3 separate regions of the Sus scrofa genome follow, and all the other regions are linked to region 2. The links are chromatin contacts, called in public Hi-C and HiChIP or PLAC-seq maps. All regions are on one chromosome and are shown on one strand. The core of a region is the stretch at or near the end of the contact, and the rest is flanking DNA. Distances in the headings are between cores, read along the strand shown.

Region 1 (4,181 bases), core at 390-2,889, 86 kb after region 2:
TTGTGGCGCAGTGGTTAACGAATCCGACTAGGAACCATGAGGTTGCGGGTTCGGTCCCTACCCTTGCTCAGTGGGTTAACGATCCGGCGTTGCCGTGAGCTGTGGTGTAGGTTGCAGACGCGGCTCGGATCCCGCGTTGCTGTGGCTCTGGTGTAGGCCAGTGGCTACAGCTCCGATTGGACCCCTAGCCCGGGAACCTCCATATGCCATGGGAGCGGCCCAAGAAACAGCAAAAAGACAAAAAATAAAAATAAAATAAAAATAACATATCCACATGTGAATATTCAATTATGCACAGTCTCAGTTCCTTTCAGGTCAGATTTCATTATCAAGGAAGTTAGAAAAGACAGATAAAGGATTGCAACCTGTAATGACATATTCATTTGAAACTCAGTTATTTACCTTTAATATCCAATTCAGAGCCACTGTGAAATATTGGTCTTTTCTTCCACAAAAATGAAATGTGGAGTTCCCATTGTGGCTCAGCGGGTTAAGAACCCGACATAGTTTCCTTGAGGATGCCAGTTTGATCCCTGGCCTGGCTCAGTCTGTTAGGGATCCAGCGTTGCTGCTAGCTGCTGCATGGGTAGCAGATGAGGCTCAGATCTGGCAGTTGCTGGCCTGTAATGTAGGCCGGCAGCCGCAGCTCCCATTCCACCCCTAGCCTGGAAAGCTCCATATGCCACAGGTGAAGCCTTAAGAAAAAAAATGAAAGTGTATTTAAAATGAAGAATTAAAACTATATTTTATTTCAGGAAATACATGTAAGATAGATTTGCATGTGAAACTAAGTTAACTACATTTTGATCTCCCTAGTACTTTCCTAGTTCCCTCTGGTTAAAAACTCCTTTTCTTGGAGATACTCAAAGACATCAGATCAAATTCACGCTTGTGTGAGTCCCTGGGGGTGTCAAGGACCTTAGGCAGCACCTCTACACTGTGCAAACTTCAGCCTTAGTGGATACAGGAAAAGCGAGGTCAAGAAGTATTCTACGCAGATACTGTTCTCTTCCTAGGACCCGGGTGAACAGTAAGATTCCCTTATAAGGCGCTAGTATAAATTCTTGCTTGAGGATTACAAAAAGCGTCACACTGGGATGAGGTAAGAACGGCCGGCAAGCCAGAAGCTGGGGTAAAAAAGCAAGGGAAACAGAGCTCCAAGTTGCACAACTTGGGTGAAAACAGGCCATCAGTTCCTGCATCCATTCCAGAGGGTTAGGTACCTGAGGGAGCAAAGCGCTGCCGGCCTGCTTGTCCCGGACAAGGCGCTGTGCTCCTCCTACAGCAAGCAGTTCACTGCAGCCTAGATGGGTAAAGACCCTACGTCTCGGCCGTCTCCACCGCCGAGCCTTTCCCAAGCTTGCAGCGTAAAATCCAGGCCCCGGCGAAGATGCCCGGGGAAGGCGGGGCCCGGTCCCACCAGCGCGCAGGCCCGTCTCGCTCCACCCCCACCCTCGCCCCCTCCCTACTCCCACTCCCCGCCCCTCCACCCCTGGCTTCAAGTACAGGGCGGGACCCACACGGCTTTCCAGCCAATCCCCGATCTCCGGTGACCGTGGGGCGGGACCCTCTCGACTTTCCATCCAATTCTCGCTCCTGAGCAGGAGTGAGGGACCCGATCCGCGCAGCCATAGGCTGCAGACGAGGAGGCGAAGCTCGCGGGGCAGTGACTAGCCAGCCCGCGGAGTCAGCGTACCCTCCCTTCCCTGACCCTTCGGGGTGGGGAGTAGTTTGAACAGAGTTAGATAGCGTGGAGCGTAGTGTAGAGAAACGGAGGTGTTAGAACCCGGCGGGAGTGTCCTGCCACCTGGCATCTCGCTTGCCCAAGTCAGAGAGGAATCCTCGAACTTGGGCCACTAGGCTGGACCGTCGTGGTGCTTGGTTGGATTTCTCTCACTTGGTGGTTTCTTGAGTGTGTGGAGCTGCCCTTTCGTTGGTGGGAGGAGTCTCCGAGTTCTCGTCGCCTTCCACTCCTGTCTCTAGAGCCAAGCTTTGAACTTGTAGCCCTGCGACTGGGCGCCGGCACCAGATATCCGGGCACTGGGAGGTACCTTTTTCCGGGATCCTGTCTAATGGAAAGGAATGCCATTGTCTTAGTTGTTAACTTAGTTAATCATGTCATTTTTATACAGCTCTCTGGCAGACGGACTTTTTGCGTGTGTTTGCTGTGATTCCCAAAAGTTTGAGGCTTGGGGCCTCCCAGCCCCGACGTTGTCTTCCACCTTCTTTTACCAGTTTTTGTTAATTCCCCTTCCCCTGCAATTGTTAAGCTGTTTTCTTCCTCCCCACAGTTACCAGCCCAGTTCAAACCCCTGTAACCTCAAAACAGAATTGTTGCAACAAGCTCCTGGCAATCCTAAACAATTCATCTTGGTGTCCTGGTATGTGATAATCTATTTATTTTACTTGTTTTCCTGGTTCTCTTTTCCACTTCAGCCTGCATCTTACTGCTCCCAGGAAGCCCACTGTAATTAAATCCAGCATCATCATTTTCTTAATGCATTTATAGCTTTTTTGGAATTGTATTATTTCATCTTGGTGATTGAGAATTCAGAACAAATAATCCTCCATGAAAGAATCTGATAATTTGTATTTTTACTGTGTCACTTATGGTGAGTTAAGACTGGTGAGTATGGAATTGGTGGTAGCCTCAGTTTTCTGGAATCTAGTAACTGGCAGGGATGTATATGGAGAATAGCTTATCTTTTCTACATATGTTAGTTTCCTATTGCTGCTGTAACAATTTATCACAAACCTAACAGGTAAACACAAATTTATTAACTAGCAGCTCTATTGCTGTGAATTCTGCATAGGTTTAGCTGGGTACTCTGCTTAGGATCTCACAAAGCTGAAATCAGTTTGTTGGTCTGGGTTTTCTGGCAGCTCTGGGGGAGAATCCACCTCTAGTGTCATTTAAGTTGTTGGCAGAATTCACTTCCATGCAGTTACAGGAATGAGGTCCCCATTTTCTTACTGGCTGTCAGCTGGGGCCTCTCAGTTCCACAAGACTACCTGCGTTTTCAAAGCCAAACATTACCTCCAATCCTTTTCATGATTTTATTCTCCCGGGCTCATCATCTGCCACACCTGGAGAAAGCTTTCTGCCCCTGAACTCGCAAGTAATCAGATTAGGCCCACCTGGATATTCTTAGTTTATGGTCAGTTGTGCAATAAGACCATCACAGTCAAAAAGGTGATAATCTCACATTCCCAGGTTCTGGGTATTAGACGGGCAGAATCATGCGGAGCCATTCAAAGAATTTCCACCTAGTATGATATAGTTAGCTCAACCAGATTATTTTTATAATGTGGTTTTGCAGGTATTAAATCATAACAATTCTGTCTGATTTGAGTATCTTCTCTACACATGCATTTAGTTATTTGTCTGGAGGCACATGGCTAGAAAGTGACAGAGTTGGTATTTAGGCCTGAATCTACATTTCCTTTAGATCTGAAGCCATGTTTACAGATGGTCAAAGTGTGGTGCAGCCAGAGTCATTAGGTAGAAGAAGCTGAGGAATTATGAGATTTTTGTTGCACCTCATTTTTGGATTATCTCTTTATGTTAGTGGTGTCAGCCAAGTTCTTCTCCCCTAACAAAGAAAGCCCAAACTGCAAAGGCATAAATAAAAGGTTTGTTTGGTTTCCCTCCACCCCCATACAAGAGGAAGGAGTCCAGAGCTAGTAGGAAGATTCTGACACCCTCAATACATGGCTGCCATACATGGTCCAAGGTGGTGTTCCACTTGGCACTTTTCTTGCAAGGCGGTGAGAAGGAGAAAGCACAGGGAGAACACGTGTAGTTCTTTACAGAGGTATGATCTGGAAGCAGCATACAGGTCACTAAGCCATACTGACCTCAGAGGGAGGGTAGAAAGATAAAGCTATGTGTCTTATACCCACCAGAAACTCGGCATTCTGTTAAAAAGGGGGAAAATTGACATTGGTTGAAAACGGTCTCTGCCAAACTATTGTTTTTGATAATGTTTTATTCTGTAACTTTCTGTGAGTGGAATATTTTTGCTTTTAGTTTTAACATGTAGTATTTGAAAGGACAGGAACTTCGATATTAATGTTCCTCGATTCCTTAATGGCTATTTTAACATACAGTTTATGAAGGCTTCTTTGAGGACTCTTACGTCATTCACATTTTGTGTTACTTTGATTTCTCTGATGAAAAT
Region 2 (4,119 bases), core at 1,570-4,069:
TTCCAAGCCATCGACCTCAGTACTCAGAGGTTAAAGGCGGTGAGAGGTTTCCGTCATCCAGAACCCCAATCTGTGCACCATAGTATACAGGGGAGACAGAGAACCTCTTCGCTCTCAGGACAGCTGGGCAGCCAGGTGTCCTAGATCCTACCCCTTCAAGCAGCATGCTGCCTCTCCTCTCCAGGTCCCAAATCCTCTTCTAGTCAAACCCCAATTTAGGGGCATTCATATCTGAAAGCCAAAGGCTACCAGACACTCTGAATGGAGAATCCGTCCTCTCAGACCTTTCCCCAGCTTACCAAAGTGAGCACTTTCTCTTCGGTACTCCAACATGCCCCCCTACGCCCCTGTTCTAGCACAGATCCAACTGCATCACACTTGCTTACATATTCCCCCAACTACCTGGACTCCCTGGACCCCCTGGGCCTATCACATAATGCTCAATATGTTTGCAGAAATAGGGCTATCTATCTACTGGACCAGAGCCAGGCTTCTCAAACCAGGTGCACTGGGGGCGGGGATTACGCAAAGCCACAGAATAAACAAGGAGCATCAAGCTTAAAACATTTTCTCAAAACAACACTTTGAAAACAAAAAAAAAATCCAGAGTTCCCGTTGTGGCACAGTGGTTAACGAATCTGACTAGGAACCATGAGGTTGCAGGTTCAATCCCTGGTCTTGCTCAGTGGGTTAAGAATCTGGCGTTGCCGTGAGCTGTAGTGTAGGTTGCAGACTCAGCTCGGATCTCCTGTTGCTGTGGTGTAGGCCGGTGGCTACAGCTCCGATTGGACCCCTAGCCTAGGAACCTCCATATGCTGCGGGAGCGGCCCTAGAAAAAGAAAAAAGACAAAAAAAAAAAAAAAAAAGAAAAGAAAAAAGAAAAAAAAATCCACATGTAATTTTAAAATAACAATAAAGTAGTAGTCTCCTGGCAGCTTCCAAATTCAGGGTTCCGCTCCAGGCTGTCTGGTGCACAAGTTCCCTATCCTTTCTCCTAAAGAGGTCCCTGCCAGAGCCCAGAAACCCAAGAAGTTCCGGACTCCATATGTGCCCTCCTTTTTGAGAGCCTGAAAGCACTTTGTCAGGGGTCAAAAATCACCAATGCCACTTTCTGAGTGGGGGGAAAACAAAAAACAAAAATACCTGAACAGGCTTATCTTGCCCCAATGACACAAAAAGTTAATGCCGGGGACAGGAAAGTAGCTCTCTTCAATTCCTGGCCCAGGACATCACATGATTAAGCTTGTAAGAAGACGTGATACTTTTTAAAAGCCTAAAATAACATACTATTAGCTTGTTTGGGTCTGAGACCCTTTGATCACTTCCTGTAATGGAGCCCCATCAAAGAAATCCCATTTCACGCCTGTCCTCTTCTCTGCCAGGCTGCCTCAGCAGTAAACCCTTAAGGCTTCTACATAAACACAATCAGAAGCACCTCTCCAGGGCTCTTACAGAGGCCTCAGGCGCAAATGTGAAGCCTCTCAGAAGAGCAGCACTCCACCTGCACGGCGGATGTGCAAACACCCAACTACCTGCCCGGGGGGCGGGCCGCTTCCGCACACCCAAGAAGCACACCCATCCCCCCACCGTGCCCCGCACAGACGAGAACTTTCTAAACTTTTCTCCACCCCAGCCCTCAAGGCTCTTGCGCAACCCTGTCCCAAAGGAGGCGAGGAACAGAGCAAGTACCTAGAGAGGGACTGAACTGATGTTGAAGAATCAGCAGCTCTTTTCTTGCTACAAGTGCCTTCAGGGGCCGCAGAACGTCCCAGAAAGGCTCCAGGCCGGAGGGCGGACAGACACAGACACAGGCACCCAGGCCGCACTCACCTTGGCCGACGTCTCTCCGAACAGAGGTCTGTTGTCCAGGCCACTGGTGCCGTAGGTCCTGGTAGAAAAGTCCTCCATTTTAGGGTTTATTCGCTGTCCCCAAGGCACTCAAAGCCGAACCAGCATTGCCTCCCGAAGTCCCGGGTCCACGAGTCGCAGTCACCGAGCGCTCATTGCCGAAGCCCAGGGGGCCGCAGTCCCGGCGGCGGCGGGGGTGGGCGCTCAGACCCACGGGATAAGGCAGCTCAGCCTGAGCCCCGCTCCGCTCTTCATCTTCAGCAGCTGCCGCAGGAAGTGAAAGGAAACAAACACCGCGTGGCCGACGGGCCAGCCTCCCCGCCCCGCCCGCTTCCCCAAATCTCAGCCCAGGGTCAGCCTGGCTCGTGCCGCAGCGGGCGGAGCGAATGGGCTTCCCCGGGCTACCCGCTTCTCTTTCTTCGCCACCCCTCCCAGTGGCACGGTAATTTCCCGTGCTTTCTAAATGTTCCCGTGAGCACGTACCTCTTCAGGCTCAGCGGGGGAAAAAAGTTTTTCTGGGAGAAACCCTTACAAGCCCTCCGCCCCGCCCCAACCCTCTCTCCCCAACTGCCGGAGAAGTGAAGCTGCGGGAGCAGAGCCCAGGGCTCTGCGTCCCCTCCCGCAGCGCTGCGCGTTCAGATCGCGGCAGCGCGGAGCGATTCGGATCCCCGCTCGAGGATTGCATGTACCCGCGGGCCGGCGCGCTCCCCTCGCGCTTTCGGAGCAGGAGGAGGGGATCCCACCTTGGCCCGGCTCAAATGGGCCACTCTCTCGGATCCGCCTTGCGCCGGCAGGCCAAACCTCGGCGTCCCTGCCGCCCGCACGCTGGGGAGTCCTGGCCGCGCGGGAAAGCACGGGTCCCTGTCCACGCCCGCGCGGAAACTCCGTACCGAGGCGTCGGCGGGAAAGTGACCGGCCCGGCCCGCGGAGAGCGGACGTGCGGCTCCCCTGGCCGGGACCCCAAGGCCACTGTCGCAAACCGACTTGGCCCGCCCAGGCCACGTCACGGCCCAGGCCACCAATCCCGCGTGCCAAGACGCCGCATTGGCCGCGGAGCTTTATTTCTAGTGGTGCCAGTTCATTCCCCGCCGGCCCGCTTATCTCCTCGGCTCCCAGTTTCTCAGCCTCTTAGTAATTAGCGCCTGCGCGACCCACGTGGGCAAAGCACATTTCGGAAGATAGCCTTGCACTGGGCTGAAAGCGTCTCAAAAACAACCGGCCTGCTTTAACCACCTCAGTCTTTTCACAACTAGGACGGAAAGGGGATCGCTGATAAATATGGTTTAGGGTTGTTTGTATGTTTGTTTTGTGAGAGGGAACCTGTGTCGTGGAGACAAACGGTCGAGGAGTAATGCTTCTTTCAGTAATGCTTGTCCACTCATCCTGCTGGTTATAATGCCAACTAAGCACAGGTGCAGACAGTCAGCCTCTTCTTCTACCTCCTAGGCAACATAGCGTCCCTCTGGATTTGGGGGCGTTTATAGTACTGGGAAACAAATGCAACTATGCTAGGTTGCTTGGACAATACAACTCCTACATTGAGAAGAGCTCTGACTTCGTTTGTGTGCAGGAAGAGACCATGTTGGAACAGTGGAGCCATGTAACACTTGGAATCCAAGCAAAGATTCTCGGTGGTTCCTCTAGAGTTTAGGACAACGGATTAGGACAAGGGATGGACGGAGAACCACAGAGCTATAGGTTTGAAATTTACAACACTGGATATAAATGGGTATGGTGTATATATCTAATCTAGCAGTTATGTATTTTATAAATGATCTTCTCTTTGGGACTTTTTGTTCTAAGAGGAATGCTGCACAATCTTGCACCATCTCTATTAGCAGTTTGGCCCAATAAATAATTTTATTCATTCACTGTGCAGCACATTTACTGCACATTTACAGATACTTTTTGAGCACAGGCTATGTATCAGGCAACCGCCAGAGTTTTAAAGTAATCCAGGAGTTCCCATTGTGGCTCAGTGGTTAACGAATCCGAGTAAGAACCATGAGGTTGTGGGTTCGATCCCTGGCCTTGCTCAGTGGGTTAAGGATTCAGCATTGCCGTGAGCTGTGGTGTAGGTCACAGATGCGGCTCAGATCCTGCGCTGCTCTGGCTCTGGTATAGGCCCGCAGCTACAGCTCCCATTAGACCCCTAGCCTATGCTGTGAGTTTGACCCTAGAAAAGACAAAAAAAAAAAAAGTAATCCAGAGAGGTGCCTGCCTGCTTGCATCTCTCACAAGTGTCCTATCTTTATAAATCTTTTTCTTGCC
Region 3 (4,257 bases), core at 41-2,540, 69 kb before region 2:
CTTCTAGAAGAAACCAGCAAACTGTCTTCCAAAGTGTCCATGCCATTGTGCAGTCCCTTTATCAACGAATGAGAGTTCCTATTGTTCCACAGCCTCATCTGCACTTGGTGCAGTGAGTGTTGTGAATTTTGGCTATTCTAAATGGTGTGCGATGTTATCTCATTTTACATTCCTTTTTGTGAAATGCAACATTTATCAGTGAGAAAATTACCCCGAAGAACAGGTAATATGTACTACTGGTGAAAACTATATACATTCGGCTTAAAATCTAAACAAATATTGTGCCGTTTGCTTGTCTTCCCCTTTCTTCGATGAATTAATGTCACTTCCACAAAGTCAGCTACATTTTGAATTCGAAAGAAATCAAGGTTGCATAACACAATTTTTTTAAAAAAGCCAAAACAGAGGAAATCACTAGGCATTATTAACATCCAAGATGTGCATATTCCCATGTTGCCTTCTTTTGACCTTTACGACTGATGCTGAATTCATTCCCATTGCGACAATGTATTGTGAGCCTACACACAGTTGTAGGATGCAAGAACATGTGTCAACTGTAATTTTTAAACTCCTGACATCCCAGTAGCGAAAGAGAAGCAGCGTAAAATAAACCACGTTTAAAAACAAGTAAACTGAGGTCAGAATCATAAAGAGTTGTAACAGGGTTCTGACCACTAAACCTTCCGAACTCTTTCAAAACAAAAATCTTTGCAGGGGTTCTCCGGAGGCTTAAAAACTCCCTAGGGGTGGGGCCGAGTATCGGTTTTGCCTGGAAAGCTCTCCAGGTAACTGAAGCGCAGCCAGAGCAAAAAAGCAGTGCTTTACAAGGCCTGCCGTGCGCTACAAAATAGCATCTTCCTAAGCTCAGAGAAGATACATTTCACCCAGAATTGCATCACATGACCAATAGGTAACACGTCTACGCGCCTACAGCAAGGCTGACCAAGTGAGAAAACCCAGACACACAATTCTTAGCTTCTATCTGCACTCAGACCCGGCTCGAAAGACGTTCCACACCGCGGCTCCCTCAGCCAAGAGCCCCAAGGTAATAAAGAAAATCAGCTGGCGGGACCCAACCGGCCCTGAGCTAGGACGACCACAGTTGCGCCCAAAAAGGCTCTCCTTCATAGTATTAGCAACGGCATGATCAGTACCGAGATTTCCTAAGAGAAGAGGAAAACAGCAGACCATAAACAAATCCCATTCAGACGGGGACTGAAGCTCCAATGACCAGGAATCTTTTTCGCGCTCCAACTTGGCCGGAAGTGACGTAAGCGTCAGGCGCGCAGAGCCGCCCCTAGAGAGAGGAGGCCGGGCGGGGGAGCGTGCGGGGGCTGGGGGAGTGGCGCGGCCGTAGCTCCGTTTCCGGTGGCTCGTAGCGCTCGCTCACTCCAGCTGCAGCCACTCTTGCCCGTGGCTGCTTCCTCCATCCTGGTATTTTTTGGAGCCTCCATCCTGGTTCTTCCAAAGTGCCCGGACCCAAAACAGGAAGTAAGTGCGATGGAACCTTCAGGTCCCAACCGCCGCTAGGGCCGCTCCGCCCAGTGGAGCCTGTCCGGCCCCCTTGCTTCCCGCCTGCTCCCGCCGGCCGGCGCCAGCTGCCGGCGTCGGGGCACCGCGGGCGGGGTCGGAGATGGGCCTTCGTGACGCTGAAGCTGCCGTCCCGCACGCTCAGGCCAGGGCCTCCCTCTCGGGGCCGGGCCTGCGGCGGTGGCGTGGGCTACAGAGCAGGGTAGCGAGCGGCCGCCGAGCCACAGCTAGCAATCGGCGGGGGCGGAAAATGGCGGCGGCTTCGGAGGAGCTAAATGGCGCCGGGACCCCTGGGGGTGGGGTGGGCCGAGAGCTTAGGCTAGAGACTCGGGCCTGGGATGGCGGAGATTAGGAAGCTCTCCTTGCTTTCTCGAAGGGTTCTTGTTTAATTTTAATATTTTCGTTAGCTTTTCGGTTTAATTATATCACCCAGTGAAGGAGAAGTGGGCTTGGATGGAATGGAGAGAGTTGGGGCGGGTCTCGCCCTACTCCACCCGGTTTTTTTCCCTTTTACCTTGTTTGCGTCTTCGACTCTACTCCCATTTTTTTGAGGTTCACTCTCGCTCACTTATTCGTGGCCCAGGCCGAGGGGATCGTTGTTGCCGGACAAACCTTCTCTGTCAGCCTGAGTCTCTTTTTGAAGGGAAAGACGGGCTGGAGTGCTGGGAGACAGACCTAACCCGGCAGAAACCAGGAAAATGCGATTGCAAACTAGGAATTGTATTTTGCCTAGTTCCAAAGAAAATTTTTTTTTGTTTTAATCTTCTTCATCCTTTAAAATAGAGTTTGAGAATCTTTTCAGGGAAACTACAACATAGATTTGAAAATAAAAGTGGCCAAGTGCCGTTCTCTGCAGTTGAATGATACAGCATGTGTTTTTGTAATAAAAACAGTTGGATGTAGATAAGGAGAGGTGATAAATCTCTGAAATATAGGTCAGGACTTTCTTTCCCTGATTGATCAATGTGTGGTTGCTTTTCTCGTAACTTGATTCATCTTCGTGTATCTTCTTTCCGACAGTAGGTGAGGCTTCTCTTTGGGCTATTTAACAAAATGCGTGTTCTGTAGGATTACTGTCTAATATTCAGTATGTTACGCTTAGAACAACACCATTTGGAACTATTTTATCTTTTACTGATTTTTGCCTTTATTTTGAATTCGTGAAAGACAACCGTTTATAGCTTTTAAGCTGTAGTTTAATTCTTCCTTTGTGTTGAAAGTTTTATCAACAGAAAAACTATTTTTCAGTGAAAGATTTTCAGTTTCTTTCGTTACTTCAGATTTTTTTCCTTTGAGCTGATTTTAAATTTATGTTTCAAATAACTTATTATTACTGCATTTATTATTCACTTATTTAGTAATTTACTACCCCTTAAATATTTAGACTATGGTAATAATACACCAAGAACAGCTTTTTGCTCTGATGGTGTAGTGGTAGTAAGATTATGTTTGTTAGGTTGAGATTTAGTAGTTAAGGTTTAGAATAAATTAAGGTTTACATTCCTTAGTGTTGCAGAAATTGTCAGGCTGTAGAGTAAAATCTGGTATGAGAATAAAGATTTTTCCCTTCATTCACAAGGGACAAATACTAGCTTGATCCTTCCTGGGAAAAAAAATTACCTGTTATTTAAGAAAATAAATATATTTCGTGTTTCATGATAATCTTTATATTTTAACTCCCATATACTAGTACTTTTATGTGCCACCAAACAAGCTAATTTTTTTTTTTTTTTTTTACTATTTTAGTTGATAGGCTCACCCCAAAATATGCTTTTTGGGACTGATCTAGAACCTGCATATTCTGCGTGAATCTTTATTTGATTGCATTTGAGCTAGATGGTGGAGCCAAAATGCTATTGCCCTGTCTTCATCAACAGTTAATCAGTAAGTACTGGGCATTGCGTACTTACATAGAACTTTAAGTCCATCCTTTGAGCAGTTAATATGAATAAATATATGCTATATAAACATTTTTCTCTAGGTATTCAGGTTTTAGAAGTATTTTGAGGGGAAGCAATCACAAAAGAGTGTTGGTTAGGATTTGAGCTTTGAAGGCAGAGCATGGCTGGGAAATGAAAGGTAGGTGCCCTCTTTTAGTCTTCTTCCTTTCCTTTTTAAAGCTCTCTTGTTTTCACAGGCTTCTTTTTTTTTTTTTTTTTTTGTTAGTTGGACACAATTTAATCTCATTTACCCCACAGTAGGGAGAGAGAAGTATATTTGTAAGATTAGGTAAATATTACCAGTTAACAGTGAAATAAAAAGAACAAAACTAGTCCTTACCTTTCTCTAATGTTCATCTTTCTACTCACTTTAACTCTCCAACATCTACAGACCCTAATTTTTATTAATGTTGTAATAAACTTTGATGTCCTGAAAATAACATCTCATTATTTTAAACAGTTGGTTTTTTTATGCTTCATTAAGTACATTGGCTTAAGTTAACCCTTGTGAGGATGAAAAGATAATGTGAAATAAGTGTCCCTAGGGATTTACAACCTGGCACATAGATATTCAAATAGGAGGGGGTTGGGAAGTGTGTTTTGTTGTAAAGACATCAAAACAATAAAGATTAGGAAGAGTTCCACTTGTTTTAGTATTATAGATAGAGGCTAACACAGAGATGTTAGCCTGCCTTCTCAAAATGGAGTTTTCTTTTTTAGTAGTTTTCTCTCACCACCATCATTTTTAGTACTTTCCCCCCATATGAAAGTATTCCTTAGAAATTCT

The links. Hi-C and Micro-C count contacts between places; a contact is called where the count stands out from the background. HiChIP or PLAC-seq counts read pairs in DNA pulled down with a chosen protein or histone mark.
Region 1: a Hi-C map of skeletal muscle shows a contact between it and region 2, with 4 times the contacts expected there. The contact joins the promoter of CROT here to the promoter of TMEM243 in region 2. A contact is called at or near these places in 3 of 47 Hi-C or Micro-C datasets (heart right ventricle and skeletal muscle) and 2 of 2 datasets of contacts at active chromatin or transcription factors (alveolar macrophages and skeletal muscle).
Region 3: a contact with region 2 is called in an H3K27ac HiChIP or PLAC-seq map of skeletal muscle. The contact joins the promoter of DMTF1 here to the promoter of TMEM243 in region 2. A contact is called at or near these places in 1 of 5 promoter capture datasets (fetal liver), 14 of 47 Hi-C or Micro-C datasets (alveolar macrophages, embryonic fibroblasts, fetal heart ventricle and 7 more) and 2 of 2 datasets of contacts at active chromatin or transcription factors (alveolar macrophages and skeletal muscle).

The regions. Positions count from the first base shown.
Region 1 is chr9:93,305,608-93,309,788 of Sscrofa11.1, reverse strand. It overlaps CROT (carnitine O-octanoyltransferase), which reads left to right and starts at 1,639. Exons shown (of 18, transcript NM_001243217.1): 1 at 1,639-2,047; 2 at 2,292-2,381.
Region 2 is chr9:93,392,395-93,396,513 of Sscrofa11.1, reverse strand. TMEM243 (transmembrane protein 243) reads right to left here and starts at 2,819. Exons shown (of 5, transcript XM_005656707.3): 1 at 2,739-2,819; 2 at 1,831-2,112. The coding sequence starts at 1,908.
Region 3 is chr9:93,460,162-93,464,418 of Sscrofa11.1, reverse strand. DMTF1 (cyclin-D-binding Myb-like transcription factor 1) reads left to right here and starts at 1,290. Exons shown (of 17, transcript XM_021063471.1): 1 at 1,290-1,491. It overlaps LOC102166910 (a long non-coding RNA gene), which reads right to left and starts at 1,271. Exons shown (of 3, transcript XR_001304172.2): 1 at 1,155-1,271.